Regions from separate parts of the Bombyx mori genome. Here region 2 is linked to region 1. Evidence: chromatin contacts called from public Hi-C data. All regions are on one chromosome and are shown on one strand. Each heading gives the region's core, a stretch centred on a gene start, on an enhancer-like site or on the middle of the called end of the contact. The rest is flanking DNA. Distances are from core to core; before and after follow the strand shown.

What was found. A called contact is a pair of places that touch in the nucleus more often than the background predicts.
Region 2: a contact with region 1 is called in a Hi-C map of posterior silk gland, with 1.7 times the contacts expected there. The contact joins the enhancer-like site here to the promoter of LOC101743362 in region 1. A contact is called at or near these places in 3 of 7 Hi-C or Micro-C datasets (middle silk gland, posterior silk gland and whole pupa).

The regions. Positions count from the first base shown.
Region 1 is chr13:4,953,591-4,960,845 of ASM3026992v2, forward strand. It overlaps LOC101743362 (cyclic AMP response element-binding protein A), which reads left to right and starts at 1,783. Exons shown (of 7, transcript XM_004927904.5): 1 at 1,783-2,198. The coding sequence starts at 2,136. It overlaps LOC134199954 (a long non-coding RNA gene), which reads right to left and starts at 5,539. Exons shown (of 2, transcript XR_009974650.1): 1 at 2,975-5,539; 2 at 1,830-2,220. LOC101743643 (TBC domain-containing protein kinase-like protein) reads left to right here. Exons shown (of 13, transcript XM_004927906.5): 13 at 1-40.
Region 2 is chr13:4,995,415-5,003,097 of ASM3026992v2, forward strand. The region is part of intron 1 of LOC101743362 (cyclic AMP response element-binding protein A); the gene reads left to right. Among protein-coding and RNA genes, the nearest start is that of LOC134199956, 19 kb to the left of the region's middle. Within about 2 kb of position 4,682, at least 3 of the 8 cell types and tissues checked have open chromatin away from gene starts, as enhancers often do.

The DNA.
Region 1 (7,255 bases), core at 533-3,032:
CTCTCTGTAATTTAATATGAATAAAGATTATCTGTGCTAATGTGTAGTAAAATTTATTTACAGACCTTTTTAATGAACAGAAATGGAACTTAAATTAAAAAGCTATCGTCGCTATATAGAATTTTTGACATAGATTAATAGCTCATATCACGGTTTTAAACCAAATAAATATGACCGATTTTGGCCAAACGGTGGAAATTTACTTCAATTAGTGCTGGAAAGATTCTGAAAGAAATGTTCAGCGCTTTTGTTTCTTTAAAATTACCAACATATCCTCCACCCCGTCCTCTATGCACACACTAAGCTGTTTATAAGTCATCATTATTAATTGTTACCCTGGAATAAACATTAGGTTGAGAAAATTCAATTATTGACTTTACATCTCAAGATGGGTGGCGCATTTACGTTGTGGATGTCTATGGGCTCCAGTAACCACTTAACACCAGGTGGGCTGTGAACTCGTCCACCCTTCTAAGCATTAAAAAAAACATGGCCCTTTGCGTTCCCACTGGCCCATACCATACATAAGAGAGTACTTTATATCAATGTACATTGATGCTTTTTGCCTTCTCAGGAAAGTGGGTTTTTAGTTTTCATCAACTAGCAGGAAAAGGCCCTCAATACGGAGTTTTATACTATTTGTTATTGCTTAGATGGGTGACGAGCTCACGGCCCAACTGGTGTTAAATGGATACAGGAGCCCATAGACACTTACAATATAAATGACGCCACCCACCTTGAGACATGAGTAACTTTGGCTATCTGATCCTTCCAACCGAAATGCATTACTTCTTCACGGCAGAAATATCCGGGGTGGTGGTACCTACTCGTACGGACCCACAAGATGTCCTACCACCAGTTGATGTTTTTTTTTTTTTGTGTATAATAAATAATATAATATGTTATAAAAGCTTGTAAAGTGGTCATTTACAGCGTAGGTTATTTAAAGTTCAGAAAGGCATATCTTATTCGCATATTCCGTTAAACGAATTTGTGGTCAAGCTAACTGAGGGAAAGTTTAGTTCTTAAGGAATACGCTTCTCAGGTGTTTATTAGTTGCAAAAAAAAATTGCATGACTTTTATTTATTTATTTTATTTATTTAAAAAAGTACTGCCACTTCACATACATTTAACATTGAAAATAACTTAAGGTATTTAATTTATGGCCTGATGCATGTGACAATAATGGCATACATAGCATTGACAATTCATCGGCTCGAAGAAGGAATACAATAATCAAAAAAAAACCTACTGAAAACATACCTTGAAATTAAAATTCAAGAAGTAAAATAGTAATAATTGTTGAAATATTTCGAGGTCTAATAAATAAATGTCATATCATATCAAAAAGAATGGAACTAAAGAAAGAACGAAAAAGAAAGAAAAAACAAAAGAAAGAAAGAAAACAAAAGAAAAGAACAAGAAGAAAAGAGAAGAACTGACTTAATTGTGATGTTTTCAAATTCGCTTAAAATCTTATTGCCTTCACAATTTGTCAGCAGGATTTGTTATGATAATGAACGACGTTGTGGAGTGCAATGAATTTATTAAATAAACGTAAATGTGTCACCGTGTGTAGTAACACAAAGGGGAAACGTGTATTCCCACGGCTTCATCTCGGTCGAGAAGCGCTTCATTGAGATATAAGAGTTCACAATTAGTAGAGTATTGTGTGGGCCGGACGCAGGCACCCCCTGGCGTGTGTCGTTTTTACCCCCTATCACGTTATGAATGAGAAGTTGGGTGTCGCTATCAAAGAGGGGGCGGCATGAAGTGGGGAGCGTGCACGCCGCTAACGCCGTCCGCGACCATTCGCTGGCCGCCCTCTGCCGCGATAGTGTGTACGATTCTCGAATACGGGCGCACCAAACATTCCTCGCGTTCGGGCAAACTTCATAAAAACACATTTTTATTGCAACAACAAATGGGCATCGATAGTGTAAACGATTGAACGTAAACTCGTGATAATGCACAGTGTTCTTTGAGTTTGTTTGCTTAATAGTTTGGAACATTACGTACCGTACAGTTCCGCTCGGCGAAAGGACAGCCGGTGACAGTTGTGTTGTGCGAGTTTTTCTCGAGGGAGTTTCTTGTGCTTTCGCGTCGGAGGCCGTAGTGCTACACCGGCCCCGACATGGAGGTTTATTTCGACATCTCCAATGATCTGAAGGACGTCTGGGAGGCGGACATCGACCCGGTGAGTCGACCTTGCTCATAATCTATAAAAGCGCTTTTTTAGCTAATTCATTAATTGCATCTCTTGTTTAATTGATAAATCTTATCGCGTTATATTATTCTAGTAGATACAATTAATGCGAAGTAAGTGTAAACGGATAAAGTTCAGTATTGATAACGCGTGATAACGCATGCGTTTGTGTTCGAGTGTTCGTTGTTTTGAAACCTACCTGCTTTTGCATTCGTAATAATAACATGCCAGAAGTGATTGCACAGGCATATTCATGTTTCTTAATGTATTTAAATGCAATTAATCAGCATGTCCCGTGGATAATTTTTGACTTCACGGTGTGGCAAAATCGTTCAAAACGAAAATGCCCATCGCTCATTATTAAGTACCTAATAACCGCCGGGGTTTTCCGAATCGTTTTTTTATCTTTCGATTTTTATGTGGATTTCTAATTGGAAATTGTAATCTAGTAAAACTGGTGTAAACTAGTTCGAAACTGTAACCCAACAGATTTCAAACTTAGACTCGTATTTCAAGAAAATAAATTTTGTTTTAATAAATAAAAACCAAAAAAAGAATGTATACGCTAACATCAAAATGAACTCTATTCTTTAGCATTTCAAAGCAACAGGTCGTGAGACCGCTATTATTAAAACAGACCGCTGTTTACAACATAAGTTTAAGCGGAAAATTATTTCAGGAAAAAACGTATGTTTTGAGCCAAACAAAATATGCCCAACAGTTTTGTTACACGAACTACCTAGCAATTATGAACTTTTTGTACTTACATGATTAAACGGTTATCCGCCAAGAAACTAATTGAAACTCCATTAGTGAGTAACACTTTCGCGGTGCTATTATCTCTTGAATGCCGTGTATCTTGTTATAAATAAGCCTGGTGCAAATAGAAGCACCCACGCCTTTCCGTTGCTTTCTAGGTATTCATCAACATGTACAAATTAATTAATGGCTTCACATTAAAATTTCATTAGTAATTTTTTTCGGGAGGTCTGTTTTCAAAATCTTCGACATGAAAGACTACATGATTGGAGATAACGCTAATAGTAGTACCTACCTACCTACTTTAAATTCCGCCTTTCGTGTGTGTCTATTTTAGCAAAATAAAATTCAAACTACGGAATATGGCAGATTTTTCATGCATTCATTGTTTTATATATCTTAACATTTGTCTTTTCATAAATATTTATTACGTGTTCAGTATTAATATTCATGTAGGTATAAATTATACGGAAATGTGACAAAATCTATTTAGGTATTTCTTTTTTAGTTTTATAAAACCTAACCGACATTTGTCAATACCTAAATAAAAATTGAAAGATTTTTGAAATGTTCATTACGAGGAAATAATAGTTAAGTATATGTTTAAAAAAAACTTTAAAACAAAATAGTGTATTTCAATAGTTTTGCAACTTTAAAAAAATTACGGGTATTTCTATAGTTTTGCGACGGTCATAGTGTGAAACGTCAAAGGATTCACTAATATTATAATTTAAAAGATATAACGATATGGTGAAATCTAAAGACCAATAAAATGATGTGGTCATTCAATAGTTCCAACATGAATTCCGTCACCCATCTTGAGACATACGTACTGAGTCTTGGCTCGTGCGAGCTCATGATTCACCATCGGTGGTGATTCGGGAAATATTACATTTTACGGGTTTGATTTTTATTGAATTACGTGCCTCTAAGATTCGGACTTTCTAATTCAAATTACTTATTTATTTAATTTTCGTTTTACCGATTACGTCACTGAGTATTATAAATCGGTTCATCTTATTGATTACCTGGTAAAAGTTAAAACAATATAATGATCGTTTATTTAATGTCGGTCAAGTAACGATCGGACCTTGGTTCAATAGAAGCGTTATCACGATTGTTTTGAAAAGAAATTGTCAAAAAACACGCTCTAAATATTATATAATATACTGAGTAAAATATTTTGTAAATTTAGATGTATATATGAAGTCATTTATCATTGCGAAGTTTTAGAATAAATACTAAGCTCAAACTTATTCTGAATTTTGGGTTGAGTTATAAAATAATTCAACTCTCCTATTCTATAATGTAAACGAGCTATCGTTCGTAATATTTACTGTTATCATGAAATACTAATGCAAACTTAATGGTGTATTAATGCGGATTACATTCAGTTTTGGTAGGTCAATGGGACCTCTTAATATTCCGGCACCTGTAGCTTTCCGCTTGGGTGCTTAATGGCTGATAACCCGGCTAAATCGTGGAGATGCAATGCGTGAAGTGATTCGTAATGTGCGTCCGTGCCTCCACGTTCGGCCAGGTTGACTGGGCGTACATTTCTTATGATCGCGGCGTACGGTACACTGTGGATCGTCGACCTGGAGCATTGAACTACGAAGTGGCGTGCCGGCGTTTTTATTTATTTATTAATTATATATTTTTTGCCGCCGTTTTTTTTCTTCTTCAGCGGTATACGTACAAATAAACGGGTTTTTATTGGTGTCAGGGCGTATGTGAGTGAGCCCCACGGATAGACACCAAAATCTTACCTAGTTCTGACGCAAACCAATTCAAAAAAGAGAGAGGAATCTCTAGTTTCCGATAAACCCCAGATGTGCTTATCTATGCTAAGAATAAAATCAATTAAAATAAAGCGTTGATATTTTTTATTTATAATACATAAAACTCACTCAAAACAAAGTTGAAGAAACAAACATAAATATGGAAAAATTTGTTGTGCGGAAGTGATTTTGAGGATAATTAAATTTCTTTGACATTTTTCTTCAAAGCGGGCCGTTAAATTAATGTTAGCGTCAGTGATTTATTCAATTAACTTAAATACTTAATTAATAAACGATTTAAAAAAAAATGTATTAGGAATAACTGTAGTATTGATCATTATCTGTTCTATAAACATTCTTAGGAATAATTTGAACGCAAATTTACACAATTTTTAAACTATAGGCACAGAGAATAGTACACACCCAGGGTTGTCAATGTTATATTAAGCATTAACTATTCGTAATATGTATTTCATATGTCATTATAGGTACAAGAGTCTGTAGTAGCGGTTGAAAATTCTCAAAAATACGTGTAGAGTTACTAAGTAATATAATCTATTAAATTTTTTATGCATCTTCCAATTCTTTCTTTTTTTTGTCAGTTAAAACCCGTTAAACTAATATAGAACGTAAATACTATGTAAACCTTTACTAAATATGATGATTGCTATAAAAATTGTCGTTTACTGGTCATCTGAATAACTGCACTGTCTTGTGCGGACGCTAAGTGGTTACTAATCAGATTTTCTGAGAATATTCAAATAGGAAAGTAGCTGTACCGATGTATTTCCCTTAGCCAAAAATGTGAGGCGACGCTCGGTACATCCGTTGCTCAATTTCATTACTCAACCATTAGGGATGTCGATTTCATCCTGTTTAATAATTTGATTTATGGCTTTTTTTTTTATCTATTTAAAATTGTTTGTTAACCGAGTTCAAAAAAGGAGGAGGTTCTCAATTCGACTGTATATACATTTTATCAAGATCTGATAAGCAGTTGTTGAGTTCCATATTTAAATGCATTTCGGTTTGAAGGGTAGGGTAGCCGTTGTACTGTTAAAACTGAGACTTAGAACTTATGTCTCGAGGTAGGTGGCAGCATTTACGTCATAGGTGTCTATGGGCTCCGGTAACCACTTAACACCAGGTGGCTCACACACCCGCCTAAGCCATAAAAATAATATATTTACTATAGTGACAAAGTTCTTATTTTATTTTGGCAGAAGCTAATGTTTATTTTTTATTAAAATTTTCTAATACACAAAATAATCTTCTATTAAGTGTCGCTCATGTTTAAATCCTGTTGATTTAGCAAAATTCTGTGATACGTTTCATGTGTTGAACGTGTTTACAGTCAGCTTGATGTTAAGTGGTTACCGCATAGCACCATAACGAAAGAGTTGAAAAAATATGACTAAGATATTCAAAGGCTTGTGGAGATTGTTTTGTTTCTGTACCGGAAAATTTAATTAGTGTTTCTGTGTGATAGTCGACTGTTTGTATGTTATCACTCATTATTATAAGAACTTACTGGAAGCCAACAAAGTATTCTCTGCACGTGCTTATGTAAAAAAAAATTCATTACAACAATAACTGTTCACAAATAACATTCTAATTTGTTGATGACTACAGTATTTATCAACATCTGTAATGCAATTTTCATTCCATAACACGAGACCCTTATAAATTAAAGTTGCGGCTTACACAGGTGTTTACAAACAACGTGTTGTTTGAATGTTTTATTACAACGGCATGCGTCATTTCGAGCGCTTAATTTTTTTTTTGTTTTTTGCCTACCTAAGCTGATAGCCTTAGGGGCTATTTCAGCGTAACCCTAAAGTTTGTAGGTGAGCTCACGGGGCTCAAACCTGATGACGTTGCCAACACGAACCCTAGCAAGAGCCGTGCTTCGCAGAATCTACCACCGGATCGGAAACGCGACCCACTGAGTAGATCCGGCGAGAAACTCAGTGGGCTGTGTCTGAGAGTTCGAGCGCTTAATACTTCATACTTAATATTTATAGTGACATTCATTGCATTCTCATATAGAACGAACGAGTTACACTAGTGAAATGTATTGTAATTGAATTTAGTAATAAAAAAAAAAAATTCATTTATTGCTTTAGAAATTCCTTATTTAAAAAAATAAAACATACCGACGCTTGAAAGGCAAACGTGACTAAGCGAAAATAACTGCTCTGTACATAAATGATAGGCAATAACCATATTCGATGCGCAAAAAATATGTATTTCTAGGTCTATTAAAATCATTTCAATCCTACAGCTAGATTCGTTAAAATAGAATTTTTTTCAGGTATTGCAAATTTAAATTAGTCTACTGTAAAGTTCACGCATTGTCGCTTAGTTACGTTTGCCTTTCAAGCGTCGATATGTAGCTTAAAAACTAACTTTACTTAGTTAAATAACATTAGTTGTTTTAAAAAAATATATGAAATGCAATTACCAAATTCATTTTTCTTTCATTCTGTTGAAACTGGTCAGGCTATT
Region 2 (7,683 bases), core at 3,432-5,931, 45 kb after region 1:
CTCAATGTTGTCGTCATTTTGGTAAATATGCGCTAAATTTCAATGTACATAGTAAATAAAACATTCTTTCTGTATTGTTGTGATATAATTATCGCATAATTTTTGCAATTCGTAAGTATGTACCTATAACATTTGAGTCGTTCGTCCAAAATAATATTCTAAAAACAATATACGTGTCGTTAAACCATAGTAGTTTTTTTAACCGCTTGGAATGTAGTTCCTTTTGCCATATCATTTCGAGTTTGTATTAAGTAATTATTAAATGAAAATTGAAGAGTCGGTATAAAATAATTAAACGTATCGTTAAGTGTGAATAAATGTTAATAAAGTTGTTTATTAGTGGAGGGAGACATTTTTCTGGAATATAGTAAAGAAGTACATATATTCATTACTTATTATAAATACATAAATAATTTGATGGGGCGACTTGCCATGTTGGTTTAAAAAATAGTGATTAAAACTTATTCCTACAAATAATTGAATTTTGAGTGTATAATAATAAAAAAACGGAGCTGCACTCGGTTCGGCTGTCCAAGTCGGAATGTAATGGCCACTCGTATTTATAGTAGAAAAGTGGGGGTAGTTTGTTTATGAATTCTCTTGAATACCGTCTTAAACAATTGTTTACATGCGTTGTACTTATATCAATAATTTTATCAATAATTTTAACACTAAGAAAACAGTTCATTTGATTAATTTTAGTTAAATGAATGTATAAAGTACTAGTGTTGCCCCGATTTGCTTAATATTTTCTATATTCTCGAAATTTATTTGCAAGCTAAATCAATAGAATAAAAAATGTCTGTTTTAGTTTCCTGGGGAATTGCCTCAAAAATCACTGCAAAAAGTTGTCGGTTTTTGGTTTTGTTTTTCAGTGTTACGCTTTTTTCCATCTAGGCCATCGGCCCGCGACCAAAACGTGCGATAAGTAACTCTACTCAAAAATACCAGCTAAAATTTCCACACAAGATTCCGTGATAACTGTAAAACCTTCGTCGTGCGTCTTGCCAATTAAATACAATGAAAATAATTCGTTACAGCTGATTACCGACATTATTCGTTACGATAATTGGAGCATGTTCAAACCTTATCGCAAACTGGTTCAGCCATCAGAATGTGGACGCTAAAAATTAGCGGTATAATAACAAAAAATATATATATATCGATCCCGACGTACAGGTTCAACGACACTACGACTCTAATAAATAAAATAGCATTTATTTTGTTAGTACCGCACGTTCTGATCTTATTGTTGATTCTCAATAAATTTTCGATAGTTGAACTTTGTGGGAAAGCAATAAAGACTATTTTAAAACAGCACGTTACATATTTGGCCCGGATTCGGTTGATTTCTTCAAGGAAAAGCGAGTCATCGTTGAGTGCGAGCCGAAATGTTGCAGTAATAGTTCGCTGAAGCCAGGTTGGGCAAGCTGTGTGGACTAAATCGACATTTCTCAAAGAAAATTCATTGCCCAAAACTATCTGAATTGAATTAAATTATTATTCATGTTTTTAGATGCTTTTCGTGGTGTTTATCTTAATAGATAGATATATTTCTTCTGTGCGTGTGTTTGTCACTGAACTCCTAAACGGCTGGACCGATTTTAATAAAAAAATCTGTGTACCTTCAGGTGGATTCGAGAATGGTTTAGATTTACAAATCAGCCCGGCAGATGTCGCTGCAGTCGGCCTCAAGTTATTTATTAAAAAAATTATATGGCAAAACAACGTTTGCCGGGCCAGCTAATATCTTGTACATTTAAACCTCAGTATGTCGTTTATTTCCTGAACGAAAACGGACATATTTGATTGTGATAATACAACCTACGTAACTTAGGTTATATTGTAGTCAAATAGCTTACAAGAATTCTTCATCAAAGGTTCGACACGTGATCAGGATATACTAAACACGTCACACCCATTTGAGATTATGTTAATAAATCGATACCTAATTACCATAATACGATCTCCGGCTGGAACGTTGGATGTGACATTTTGGCGTTTTAGTTAGTGCAACATAACAGGTATTTTTAATTAAATAAATTAATTTTCTTGAAGAGATATTGAATAATAATGTTCAAAATAGATATCTGTAGATGCACGAGCTTGAATGATATTATTTTTAATAATGTTCGTGAGCTTATTGTTTGAATACTTTTAAGACGGTGTTAGGTTTTTTTGTGTATTACATGATAATATATTTAGGAAATAGCGGGTTATTTTAAAACGATGCCTATAAAATATTAGAGACTTTTTGGCGGGAACGCGAGGAGTGAAGTTGTGTGATTTGTTTTATTTTGTCTATTTAGTGTTTCTTCGAGGTTAAATGTGTAATAACGGTGGTTTATTAACTGTTTAGTATCTGTGAAAGTGCACAAATATGGGAAAAAGAAACAAAACCGCTGAACATAACTTCTGGATCAGGATCCTCCAAAAAGTCTACTGAAAAAGTCTCAGTAAATGACCACCATTTTACTGAGATTATATTTCATACCATATCGTCTCATCTCATTTCATTTCATTTCACTTCATATTATCATTTTTCATAAAAATTAAAATATAAATTAAAATAAGACTTGACCTAAAGGCCTTAGTTACCAGTTCATAAAATCCCTTAAAAAAAATTAGATGTTTAACTCTTTTTGACATTTTTATTTGAGGGTAGATTGCCGCTGGCTATAAAAAACAGTACGGAAAAGGTCAAAGGTTGGTTTGGTGGTGATTTTTAAGTCCGTTCCATTTTACTGTTTGATTGTTTCCTTGAGTTTTACTTTAATTTTCATAAATCTGAGTGTAAATAAATCTCATTGTCAAAGATTGCTACTTATAAAACCATTTGAGGTAACTTTTCTTGTTTAAATTTTTTTCTGACGTATGACCTAATAGATAATTATAGTGTATGTATGAATGTCGTTAATGCAGTTAGTTCAGTGAGTAGGACACGTCCGATAAACACTAAATAATAAAGACGATATGACGTTTCAATATTTAATCAATCTAGTTAAGGTTAATCAATCTAGTGAATTCAAATTAAGTTTAATTAATCAAAAGACCTAATTCTCGATAAATAAATTATGCAATAGCAATTTTCGCTCACAAACGACACGATAATATAATTATATTTCGTAAGACAATTCGCCCTTGAACATAATCTATTAAATAACAATGTTTGGAAATAATATAGTTTGTTCCAGTAAACTTTTAGATATGGTATCGGTATAGTTGATATAAAACATTTAAAACATTTGAGGAGTGACTTTTCAAAACGGCTTATTTCGGGTTCCCAATTTTACTTATTTTTTTAATGCCAATCGGAACTTTGTGTACATTTACATCGTATGACGTGAAGTGTCCGGTTCTAAAGTACTTAAATCTCGAAGAAAATGGCCATAGAAAATGCTTTCCGCAACAAAATAGCTTAATTCACATTAATTCTCGGCCCTACTAATTATGATAGGTGTTTTTTTCAAAATGGCTCACATCTAGAACATTTTGTAGGGAAATTTTGTTAATACGTATCAAAAAGGCTTAAAACAACATAACAAAATGGCTTATTTCTTAGGAGTGCTGAAACAAAACATCTTATTTCTTGGAGTTTGCGACTAAATTGCTTATTTCCCTAAATCATATGATAATAACTCATAATTTAAAGTATTAAAAAAATATATATACACTGTGAAACGATCTATTAACCTACCAAGATTATGTAAATAAAAGTTTGTTACTAAAAATGTTCATGTATGAAAAGTTTTCGTATTTTTCTTGTTCCTGAAAAAAATGATCATACAGAAATAAGCCATTTTGAAAAGTCACTCCTCATTTGATATAAAACACGAAATGACGTAAACGACATCGATCGATCAATTCTGTTTGCTCACAGTCTCACAGAACATTACCGACACATTTAAGATTATGAGAAGGATATAATAAAAACACAGCGTCTTGTTAACTTCTGCGGTGAAGCTCGGATAGCGTAAAAGTTAGCTCATATTTGTATGGAATGGGATCGTTTGCCTACGTTTGCCGCTAGGGGCGCTGTTCCAACGACATACAAAATTGGGCTAACTTTTACGCTATCGAGAACGTTAACAAACTCGCACTAAGCACAAAGTCTCACCATAAACCGGAAGAAATGGTGATTACTCGGAAGGCGCATAACATCTGCTCACGGCAATGATACTTAATGACGACCACAATCGCTCTGACAAGAGTGATACGACAAAAACAGAGACACATCAATTAAACTTTCTTAGTTTAGAACTTACCAATGCGTTTCGGATTGAAGGCTGGACAGCCATTGTAACTATACTAAGATCTTAGAACTTATATCTCGAGGTGGGTGGTGCATTTACGTTGTAGACGTCTATGGGCCACCCACCTAATCAAAAAAAAAATCAGCAAAAAATTAACTAAGATTGCTAATGCAATTGCAAATTAAATCTGTGCTGTTCAAGACACAGATGTCAAAGCTTTTTGAGTTACACGTGGTCCGATGATTACAACGCTTCTGTTCGAAAGATAAACAAAACGTTAACCTCGACCTCTGAGGTTTACGAGCAAGTATAATTCTATAATAAAATGTACTGTGATCTGGAAAATGTACAATGTACTTAGTGTGGGTTCAGGATTCATGGATTACTGGAATATGTCCGCTACAGAACGTGTCACGAATATGTGCTTTGGACGATACGACACGGAGCTTTGAATACCTGCGGTCGGCCGTGTTGGAAATTTGTCCTATTTACATACATACTGTGATAACACGCTTTAATATTTGCAAATTTAATATACTACTATATATTATATTTACTACTACGGTAGCGGTAGGACCTCTTGTGAGTCCGCACGGGTAGGTACCACCACCCTGCTTATTTCTGCCGTGAATCAGTAAGGCGTTTCGGTTTGAAGGGTGGGGCAGCCGTTGTAACTATACTTGAGACCTTCGAACTTATATCTCAAGGTGGGTGGCGCATTTACGTTGTAGATGTCTATGGGCTCCAGTAACCACTTAACACCAGGTGGGCTGTGAGCTCGTCCAACCATCGAAGGAATAAAAAAATAAAATTTTTTTTTATGGGATATGTACCTTGTTTAAACGAGGCTTGCTGAGAATACTCAATAGTAGGCGGCGGCTTGGCTCTGCTCCTGGCACTGCTGACTAATATGAGCGACGGTGACCACTTACCATCAGATGGGCCGTGTACTCATATGCCTACGAAAGCAATACAAAAATTAAAAAAATGAGGGTCGAAGATTATTTCCGATTTTCCGTATGTGTATGTTTCCGGTATCCACCATAAGCTACCACAGTAAAGAAGGGTGATAAAGAACGAGACATGGGGTATAATATTCAATTGCCGACTATAACGACTGCCCTTTTGGCGCGAAGGTTCAGTACACTCTAGATTAGGGGTTCCCAAACTTATTTTTACAGCCCACTTTGAGATTAAGCTATTTTTTAGCGTCCCCATTTTTTCACCTACTTAAAAACCACTATAGCCATAGCTCAGTCGGTGTCTAAGAGTCCTTCTAGATGAAATTACAAATCGTCTCTCAAACCTATACACAACGCCCCCAATTTTTTTTCTGATTCTCTTATCGCCCCCTTTAGGCCTGCAGCACCCACAAGGGGGCGTATCGCCCACTTTGGGAGAGGCTGCTCTAAATGAATAAAATTCCGTGCCCACATTTAAAGTTCATATTCTGTTAATTCTAACCGATAATCTGCAAGCGCAATAAATTGTCCCTTCGGTTGATAATTAAAATTTGTGCTTTAAGATTCGCGTAGAAGTTGTACACAAAGTAATACTGACCGTGGACCCGATCACTGTCAAGCGGATATCAGTAACGAGCTGCCAAATGAATCATTAAAACGTACAATAACAATGACTCAAGTTTCCAAACGTATTGTGTTATTTAACTTTTATATTTGCTTGTCCGATGTCGATACCTTTTCTGGCTATGCTTTCTCTATCTCTGCTCTTATTGATTTGATCTAGGACCGACAATAAATCTTACGATCTGCATGTATTAAATGTATTTAATATGTACTAAAACGTAATATTCATTTAATTCGGCGTGGCTTAAAGGATAAGACGTTTGGTGTCGAAGTAGTATCAAGTGATGCAACGGTACCAGGGTTCTAATCCCACCGATAGCTATAATTTTTCGAAGGAAATATTTATTTTATTCTGCAATCAAAAAATAACTGCCCATTTCTGTAATATAGCAGTAATGCGTTGCGGCTTGAAGGCTAAGGAGCCCGTCATGTCCCTGGGTTGGATGGCGAAATCTACGTCAGTTTCGTCAACTTATTCACCTATGAATGCAATAAAAATTAAAGATAACATTAAAAACGCAGCCAAATACGCAGATATATTCTAAATACACATAAGGACAACAATATAGGATCAAATTTATTTCATAATGGTACATAACAAATGTGACAACAAAACTATAAACACTAAATCAACGAAGAATGATTGAAAGTTCGAAAAACAATCTTTATCTGGCACGTGAAAAGTCATAACGCTACAGTAGGTATACATGGAATATAGATTCACCTGTCGCGGTCTGCATTCCATTTGTACCGTTAGAGGCGACTTCTACCGCTAGTTTGGCTTAATTCATTTTGAGGTTTACACCTTTTTTGGACACTCCTAGATTATGGATACGTGTTGTTCAAGAAACCTTTGTGTAGTAACTAGGCTGTTTGAATAATGGATCTCATTGCCAAATATTTTTATTTTTTATCGTCGACAAAATTTAAATGTATGCATGCGTCTAATAAATAATACAGTTGCAGACTACAAAGACCAAATAAATGGTATTCGATTGAATCGTAGCCACAAAAGCCAAATATATTTAAATGTTAAAAAATAATGAAATAAAATTATTTTCTAATTTTTTTATAATATCTTTCTACAATTAACTATTTTATTTTTAGACCTCAAATTCACATAATTGTCAATATCTTGAAACACAGACAAATTCGAAAAACAGTTGACAAGGGTTCCTTCGGTCAACGAACTTCGACCACAATCCCTGACTACTCAAGAATTACATTATTTTTATTTATTACATTTATTTACTTTAATTACTCAATATGCTAATCAATATGCTATTGAAAAAAAAAATTACTATGTCGATTTTTTTATCGATAACACTAAATGTGTTCACTAGCTACGACAAATAAAAGGAAATTACATAAAACATAAAAGATTAACAAACAGGGGAGAAAGACCGTACTTAATTTTATTTATGTACTCATATTTATTTATAAACTTTACAAAGTCATAATAACGACAATTCGGACTAACACTCACTAAGATTATCTTATAAAATTAGGAAAACACGAAATCATTTAACGAATGAAACGACACGGACTTTCTTATCTTTATGGTTTACGGCTATATCGTAATTGTAATAATTAAACAAATAGATAAGGATTTTGTATAAGAATAATATTTACGATGAAGTTGGGCTTCCCCGGCGTCATGTGCGGGTTATTTCTTGAGAGTTCGATTATGACGTAATAACGTAAAATTATAGTCTCATATGTACGTCGTAATATTGTGGCTCATGCTGTTTGCACAGATATGCTTAAGGATTTTTTGTTATTAAAACTGGTTTATTCAGTTGCCTCTGTCATTGACAATAGCATAAAGATCGTGGACAATTGTG